Linked DNA regions of Rattus norvegicus: region 2 is linked to region 1. The links are chromatin contacts, called in public Hi-C maps. All regions are on one chromosome and are shown on one strand. The core of a region is the stretch at or near the end of the contact, and the rest is flanking DNA. Distances in the headings are between cores, read along the strand shown. Region 1 holds the start of Btbd16 (BTB domain containing 16). Region 2 has its middle 34 kb from the start of Plekha1.

Evidence for each region. A called contact is a pair of places that touch in the nucleus more often than the background predicts.
Region 2: a contact with region 1 is called in a Hi-C map of Schwann cells, with 4 times the contacts expected there. The contact joins the enhancer-like site here to the promoter of Btbd16 in region 1. A contact is called at or near these places in 5 of 12 Hi-C or Micro-C datasets (the A7r5 cell line, Schwann cells, kidney and 2 more).

Annotation. Positions count from the first base shown.
Region 1 is chr1:194,764,067-194,767,508 of GRCr8, forward strand. Btbd16 (BTB domain containing 16) reads left to right here and starts at 1,934. Exons shown (of 16, transcript NM_001017464.2): 1 at 1,934-2,135.
Region 2 is chr1:194,822,679-194,826,120 of GRCr8, forward strand. No RefSeq gene overlaps it. Among named protein-coding and RNA genes, the nearest start is that of Plekha1, 34 kb to the right of the region's middle. Within about 2 kb of position 1,688, at least 5 of the 93 cell types and tissues checked have an H3K27ac peak or open chromatin away from gene starts, as enhancers often do. A contact at or near this core is called in Schwann cells, where this site is marked.

The DNA.
Region 1 (3,442 bases), core at 684-3,183:
TACTGTCGGTGAGAGGCTGTGAGGGACAGCCATGCTGGCTCCTCCAGGATCTGCCTTACTGAGGGACTGGGCCATGTGTTTCCAGTCCCTTGGCTTCTCTTCTGGGATTCTGAGGGGCTGTGTCAAGACAACACAGAGGTGTGAGACTGAGGTAGGCCTTCCCACAGGGGAAGATACGGGAAAGATGTTCCTCCTGCTTCAGTCTGTCTTCTGATATTACAGGCTGCTCCAGGAGCTCAGACATCTGTACTCTCCTGAGGCTTATTGGGCTGCTGTAGGACTCCTTCACTTGTCTGCTTCTTCATTTCAATAGACTGGCCTCAAACTTCCTATATAACTGAGGACGACCTCGGACTTGTGCCTCAACTTCCCAGTATTGGGAGTACGGGTTTGCATCCCACATACCTGCTCAAAGAAGATTGTTTTACATTTCTTGTGAGATAATTCATCCTTTATGGTCTGGTTGGAGGTTCAGTTACTGTTTCGACTGTGCTATACTTCCCTCTCCATACAACTGTGTGTGTGTGTGTGTGTGTGTGTGTGTGTGTGTGTGTGTGTTCACTCACATAAACAGCCACTTGTGGCCTCACAACACATTTCTGGAAATGCGTCCGTGCCTGAGCGTGTGCACACAGCCTCCCCATCGGAGGAGTTGCCGTGTTCTCTGTAGGAACTTGCTCACCCGTCTCTCTGGAGCCTAAGCGGTGCTATCAGAAGCCGACTCATTCTCGCCAATCAGAAGCCGACTCATTCTCGCCAATCCTTACGGATCCAGATCACGCCAGGGGAAACAGAAAGCTGCCCCCTGAACATTGGCCTAAAGCTAGGATGGTGGGTCTGAACCCCACTCTTCCCTCCCATAGGGCAGGTCCTTGTCATCTGCAAGTGGATGCCTCCGGGTAGAACTTTCAGGGAGGGATTGCTGCTAGAGCTGTTTTCACGTACGTGTGTCTGACTTTGGCACACAGCTCAGCTCTGGAGAGAATCATGGAGCGATCTACCGGGGAGCTGAAGGCTTCTGAGCCGAAGGTTTCAGAAAGGGATTGACACGAGCAAGGTCAAACATTGGGTTCAGGAGCGGTGAGGATTGGGTCTCCCTGGGACACTTTCCCAGTGTGGCCAATAGGAGGCGCTCAGGGGCTGTCTTTTAGCCGGTAACCCAAGTAGTACCGGAAATGGTATCCAGAGGGCAGGTGTGGTGTCAGGAGGGTCAGGTTCTTAGATTTCAAACAGCTTAATTCAAATCACGTATAAAGCCCTCTATTCCAGAGAAAGTTTACATGGACGGCTGAGGTAAAGGGAAGGGTGGAAGCAACAGAGAGGGCAGAGCTGCCCTACAATGCTTTTGCTTAGGTACTTCCTTCCACACACACTATCACACCGTGGCCTGGGCGGTGGGCTAGGAGGGAAGCAGCAGACCAGACTCAAGGTCAGAGAGCCGACAGCATGCACTCTGGTGGTATGGGAAATGTTGCAAAGGCTCTCCCAGTGTGTGTAGCTCATTCCTCTGCAAAGGAGCACAACCGGGCTGCAGGTCTTGCACTTTGAGACACTAGTGTCTGTCAGAGGCTGGATACACTACCCACCATTCTCTCCCATATCAAGAGACACAGTGTCACCACTATTAATAATACAGGGATGGGGGGAGGGAAATGTGTCTACACACAAACGTATATGCACAAATATTGATGTAGTATTAATTAAGGTTAATTTTGGCCATGGAATTCAAATTACCTTTGTTGTGAAAATATTTTGGCAGCCAGTCAGAGTTATGCTAGTGACAAACTGTCACTAACAGTCTGTTTTCTGACAGCCTTGTCTCCCTCCCCTCCCCAGAGAACCACAAGCTGAGCTAACATCAGAACCCGGAAGAGGAAGTCCTTGGAATCTGACTGCTGTTGCCATGGTGCCCACAACTACCCCCTGGAAGCCAAAGGCAGGCTCCCCCAGCAAAGCATCTCATCCCATAGGAGAAAGGGGTGAGCCCCGGGTGTCATGAGAGCCTTCAAGATTCGGGCTCAGAAGGCGCCGAGCCTCCAGCTCTCCCTTAGCTCAGTGGCCAGCGCAACCAGCATTTCTCTGCTTCACTCTCGTCCTCTGTGAACGGCCCCTGTGGGCAGCAGGACTTCAGAACTGTAAGTGGGACTGGCGCCTCATCCACAGCAGAGACCAAGGGGTCAGCCAGTGATGGGAGCTGTTTGCATGTGGCTCTGTCAAGGCAGGGAGGCGCTTCAGAGGGTCCTGGCTGGGAGCTGAAGGAGAGTCACAGGCAGCGTCCTCACCAGAGGACCAAGGGAGCAACAACTAAAGCTCACCAAGGGCACAGCTCCCAGTGAGACATAAAAATAAAACACATTTCAAGGCTACTGAGATACTCCTGGGGTTCAAGGCCAGCTAGGAAGACTCTTGTGTAAAAGAAACAGAAGGTAGGCGGCTGCCTCTGAACTGAAGTGAGCCTTTTCTATGGAAGGCCCTGGCAGGAGCAGTTCTTCATATGCTGACCAGCTTTGCATGAAGTCTGCCTGGAGCCTACTCCCTTCTCCTTAGATGTCTCTGGGCCACGATGAAGACTCAGAGCTCGTATGTGGAATAGTGGAAAGTAGGCAAGGGTTTTAACTACAGAGGTGCAGGGCCATTTTGACTTCAGTGTGAAAAACAGAGAAGCAGCTATGAATCCGGAGGTGGGAACACAGCCGTGAATGAAACCACATGTGTGTGGAGGAGTCTGTGTGTGTGTGTGTGTGTGTGTGTGTGTGTGTGTGTGCTTAGTGTGCTCTGTGGTGTGTGTTTAGTGTGCTCTGTGGTGTGTGTTTGTGTGTTTTTAGTATGTTGTATAGTGTGTGTGTGTACTGTGGTGTGTGTGCGTGTATGTATGTGGTGTGTATGTGGATGTGTTTAGTGTGCTATGTGGTGTGTGTGTGTTTAGTGTGCTGTGTAGTGTAGTGTGTGTGTATGGTGCATATGGTGTGTGTGGTGTGTGTATGTGTGTGTGTTTAGTGTCCTTGTAGTGTGTGTGTGTGTGTGTGTGTATGTGTGTTTAGTGTGCTCTGTGGTGTGTGTTTAGTGTGCTCTGTGGTGTGTGTTTGTGTGTTTTTAGTATGTTGTATAGTGTGTGTGTGTACTGTGGTGTGTGTGCGTGTATGTATGTGGTGTGTATGTGGATGTGTTTAGTGTGCTCTGTGGTGTGTGTGTGTTTAGTGTGCTGTGTAGTGTAGTGTGTGTGTATGGTGCAGATGGTGTGTGTGGTGTATGTATGTGTGTGTGTTTAGTGTCCTTGTAGTGTGTGTGTGTGTGTGTGTGTGTGTGTGTGTGTTTAGTGGGCTCTGTGGTGTGTGTTTAGTGTGCTCTGTGGTGTGTGTTTAGTGTGCTCTGTGGTGTGTGTTTGTGTGTTTTTAGTATGTTGTATAGTGTGTGTGTGTGTACTGTGGTGTGTGTGCGTGTA
Region 2 (3,442 bases), core at 438-2,937, 58 kb after region 1:
ACAGTGTCCCTGCAGCTGGAGATGACAGTGTCCCTGCAGCTGGTGACGGTGCCCCTGCAGCCCCTGCAGCTGATGACAGTGCCTTTGCAGCTGATGACAGTGCTCCTGCAGCTGGTGACGGTGCCCCTTCAGCTGGTAATGGTTTCCCTGCAGCTGGAGTCGGTGTCCCTGCAGCTGGTGATGGTGTCCTTGCAGCTGGTGACCATATCCCTACAGCTGGTGATGGTGCCCCTGCAGCTGGTGACAGTGTCCCTGTAGCTGGTGACGGTGTCCCTGCAGCTGGTGATGGTGTCCCTACAGCTGGTGATGGTGCTCCTGCAGCTGGTGATGGTGCTCCTGCAGCTGGTGACGGTGTCCCTGCAGCTGGTGATGGTGCTCCTGCAGCTGGTGACAGTGTCCCTGCAGCTGGTGACAGTGTCCCCGCAGCTGGAGCTGGTGTCCCTGCAGCTGGTGACAGTGTCCCCGCAGCTGGAGCCGGTGTCCCTGCAGCTGGTGATGGTGTCCCTGCAGTTTGTGATGGTGCCCCTGCAGCTGGAGATGACAGTGTCCCTGCAGCTGGAGATGACAGTGTCCCTGCTGCTGGAGATGACAGTGTCCCTGCAGCTGGTGACGGTGTCCCTGCAGCTGGTGATGGTGTCCCTTCAGCCGGTGATGGTGTCACTCCAGCTGGTGACGGTGTCCCTGCAGTCAGGAAACAAAGAGATGGATGCTGACGCTCATCCACTTTCTCATTTCTCTTCAGGCTGAGGCCCCAGTCCAGGGATGGTGACTCCCACATTTAGAATGGGTCTTCCTGCCTCAGCTAACCTGATCTAGGAACTCCTTGAGAGACACTGAGAGGCTTGACTCACAGGTGATCCTGTCAGATTGACAATCCGTGCTGATCATCACAGGCATCCTTTGAGACAACACACTTGCATCCAACAGCACATCTGAGATGTGACCACAGTCGCCTGGAGGTGCAGTTTACCAGACAAGCACAGTAGTGAAACTCCTTAGAAACATCAGTACTTCTCACTAACAGGTTACTGAAGAACAATAAGAGAAAAAACATAGATCAGAAGTGACCACCATCACTGAGGGGCGAGGCGGGGACACCCTCTGGCATGGTTTGGAGGGCTCTTTGAGGGTTTTTTTTATTATTATTATACATGGGTTATGCAATGCATGACTGCAGGAGTTCTGTGGGTGATGCTAGAAAAGACTGCAGTCTAGAAGCTTCCATTTCTCAGTGAGACATGCAATGATGAGACCTTAAGGATCATGGAGGACAGTTACCCACATTGAACCGTGATTTCTCTTTCATGCATGTGTCTATTCTGATTGACACATGCACTGGTTTCTAATGTGTGGCCATAATGAAGTGTCTTTCTGGATGGCCATTCAGCAAGAGGCAAGAAGAGAGGGAGCAGCTTCAAGGAGATCTTAGGGATCTTCTTTTCCTGGTGAAAATAAGAAAGAAATCATCCTCTAATACAGCATCAATACAGCCTCCTTAAGAAGACCCCCCCCAACCCTCAACCATGCACACACATGGGAGAAGCATGTGCTCTAATTCTGAGAATCCACTCCTGTCCACCAGAGGGCACAGTTGATCTCAAACTTGGGAGCCAGAATTCCAGTGGCTGAAATTCGGCAATCTGGAAAAACTCTCTGTCCTAGTCAGAGTTAACTGTCAACTTGACACAGTGCAGAGGCATCTGAGAAGGGAGGCTCAGTTGAGGAGTTCCCAGATCAGACTGGCCTGCATGCGTGTCTGTGAGGCATTGTCTTCTTTTTAGTTGATGTAGAAGGGTCTGGCCCACTGTGGGCAATACCATTCCCTGGGCAGACAGTCCTGGGTTGTATTAGAAAGTTAGCTATGCATGAGCTTGTCAATGAACCAGCTGGTAGACTCCCTCTGTTGGTTTGGTTTTACAGTCTCCCTTTGAGATCCTGCTCAAAATTACTTTTGGTCATAGCAACAGAAATGAAACTAGAACACACACCTAGAAGCATTGGGTCCTCCTCTCTTAATGGTTAAAAACGAAACTAACACATCTGTCATGAGACGCAACAAGTTCACCCATACCGTCTCTGAACTTGGGAAGTATAAGTCTTGAGACAAAATTTCTCAAGAGGCTCTCACAAGCTCTTCTTACAAGGTAAAGCTTCACAGAGTCAGATTTTATGATCCATGCTTACAATGGCCAATCAGTGGGCATGGACACTAGACAGTACTGCGTCCTATGTGCTCCTTCTGCAGCGGACTGCCTGCTTCTCTCATCCATCATCCCATCTCCCAGGTCCATAAGGAAGGAAAGGGTTGTTCTGGGAAGTCGGTCCTCAGTTCACTTGGTGCACAGCAACTCTCAGGTACCCACTGACCTAGAGTCGGGTCCTAACTCTGCCTGTAAGTGGCTGTGTAACCTTAGGCAGTCAGGTAACCGCTCAGCCTCAGAGTCCAATCTGACTCGTCAGTCACCTAAGCATATCATAAACACTGGATGAGTGTTGGTCCTGTTGCTTACCAGCTGCTTGGCAACATTTTGTACTTATTGAAAGTTAAGACCGATGCCACATGGGCTTGGGTGCATCCTTCTCAGGACCCGCTTTGCTGATGTAGAATGAGATGGTTCAGCTGGCGGCTCCCTTGGGAGTAGACGAGCAGCTGAGCCTGTGAAGCAAGGGTGGTGTTGATGGGGAAGTGACTTTACCACAGGCTTGTCAGAATAAGAACGAATTGTGGGTTGGGAAGGTGGCTCAGTGGGCAAAGTGCTTGCCAGACAAGAACGAGAGTTGAGATGGAATCCTCAGAACCCACATAAAAAGCCAGATGTGGTGGTGCACACCTGTAACCACACTGCTGGGGTAACGAAGGCAGGAGAATCCCGGAGCTCACAGGCCAGCACCTGGCCAAATCAGTGAGAGACCCTGTCTCAAAAAAAAAAAAAATACAACTGGGTATTTTTTGGTCCCAGAATTTGGGAGGCAGAGGCAGGCAGATTCCTGTAGGTTCAAATTGAGGTCAGCCTGGTCTACAGAGTGAGTTCCAGAGCTACATACTAAGTCCTAGTCTAAATGTCTAAACAAACAAACATACACACTCACACACAATACACACACACACACACACACACACACACACACATCCACACGTGTGTGTGCGCGCGCGCGCGTGCGCGCATGCAGAGGAAGAGAGAAGAAGGAAGAGGAGGAAAAAGCATTAGAGTAAGAAAAGTCCTTCCCTGACTGTTTGGTTTGTTTGTTTGAGACAGGGTTTCTCTGTGTAACTCAGGCTGGCCTGGGACATACTCTGTAAACCAAGCTTGCCTTGAACTTAGAGATCCACCTGCCTCTGCCTCCTGAGTAGTAGGTGCTAGGATTAAAGGCATGTACTACTGCTCCAGACTTGCCTATCTCTTTTTGAGGTAACATCTTATTATGTAGCCCGAGCTAGTCT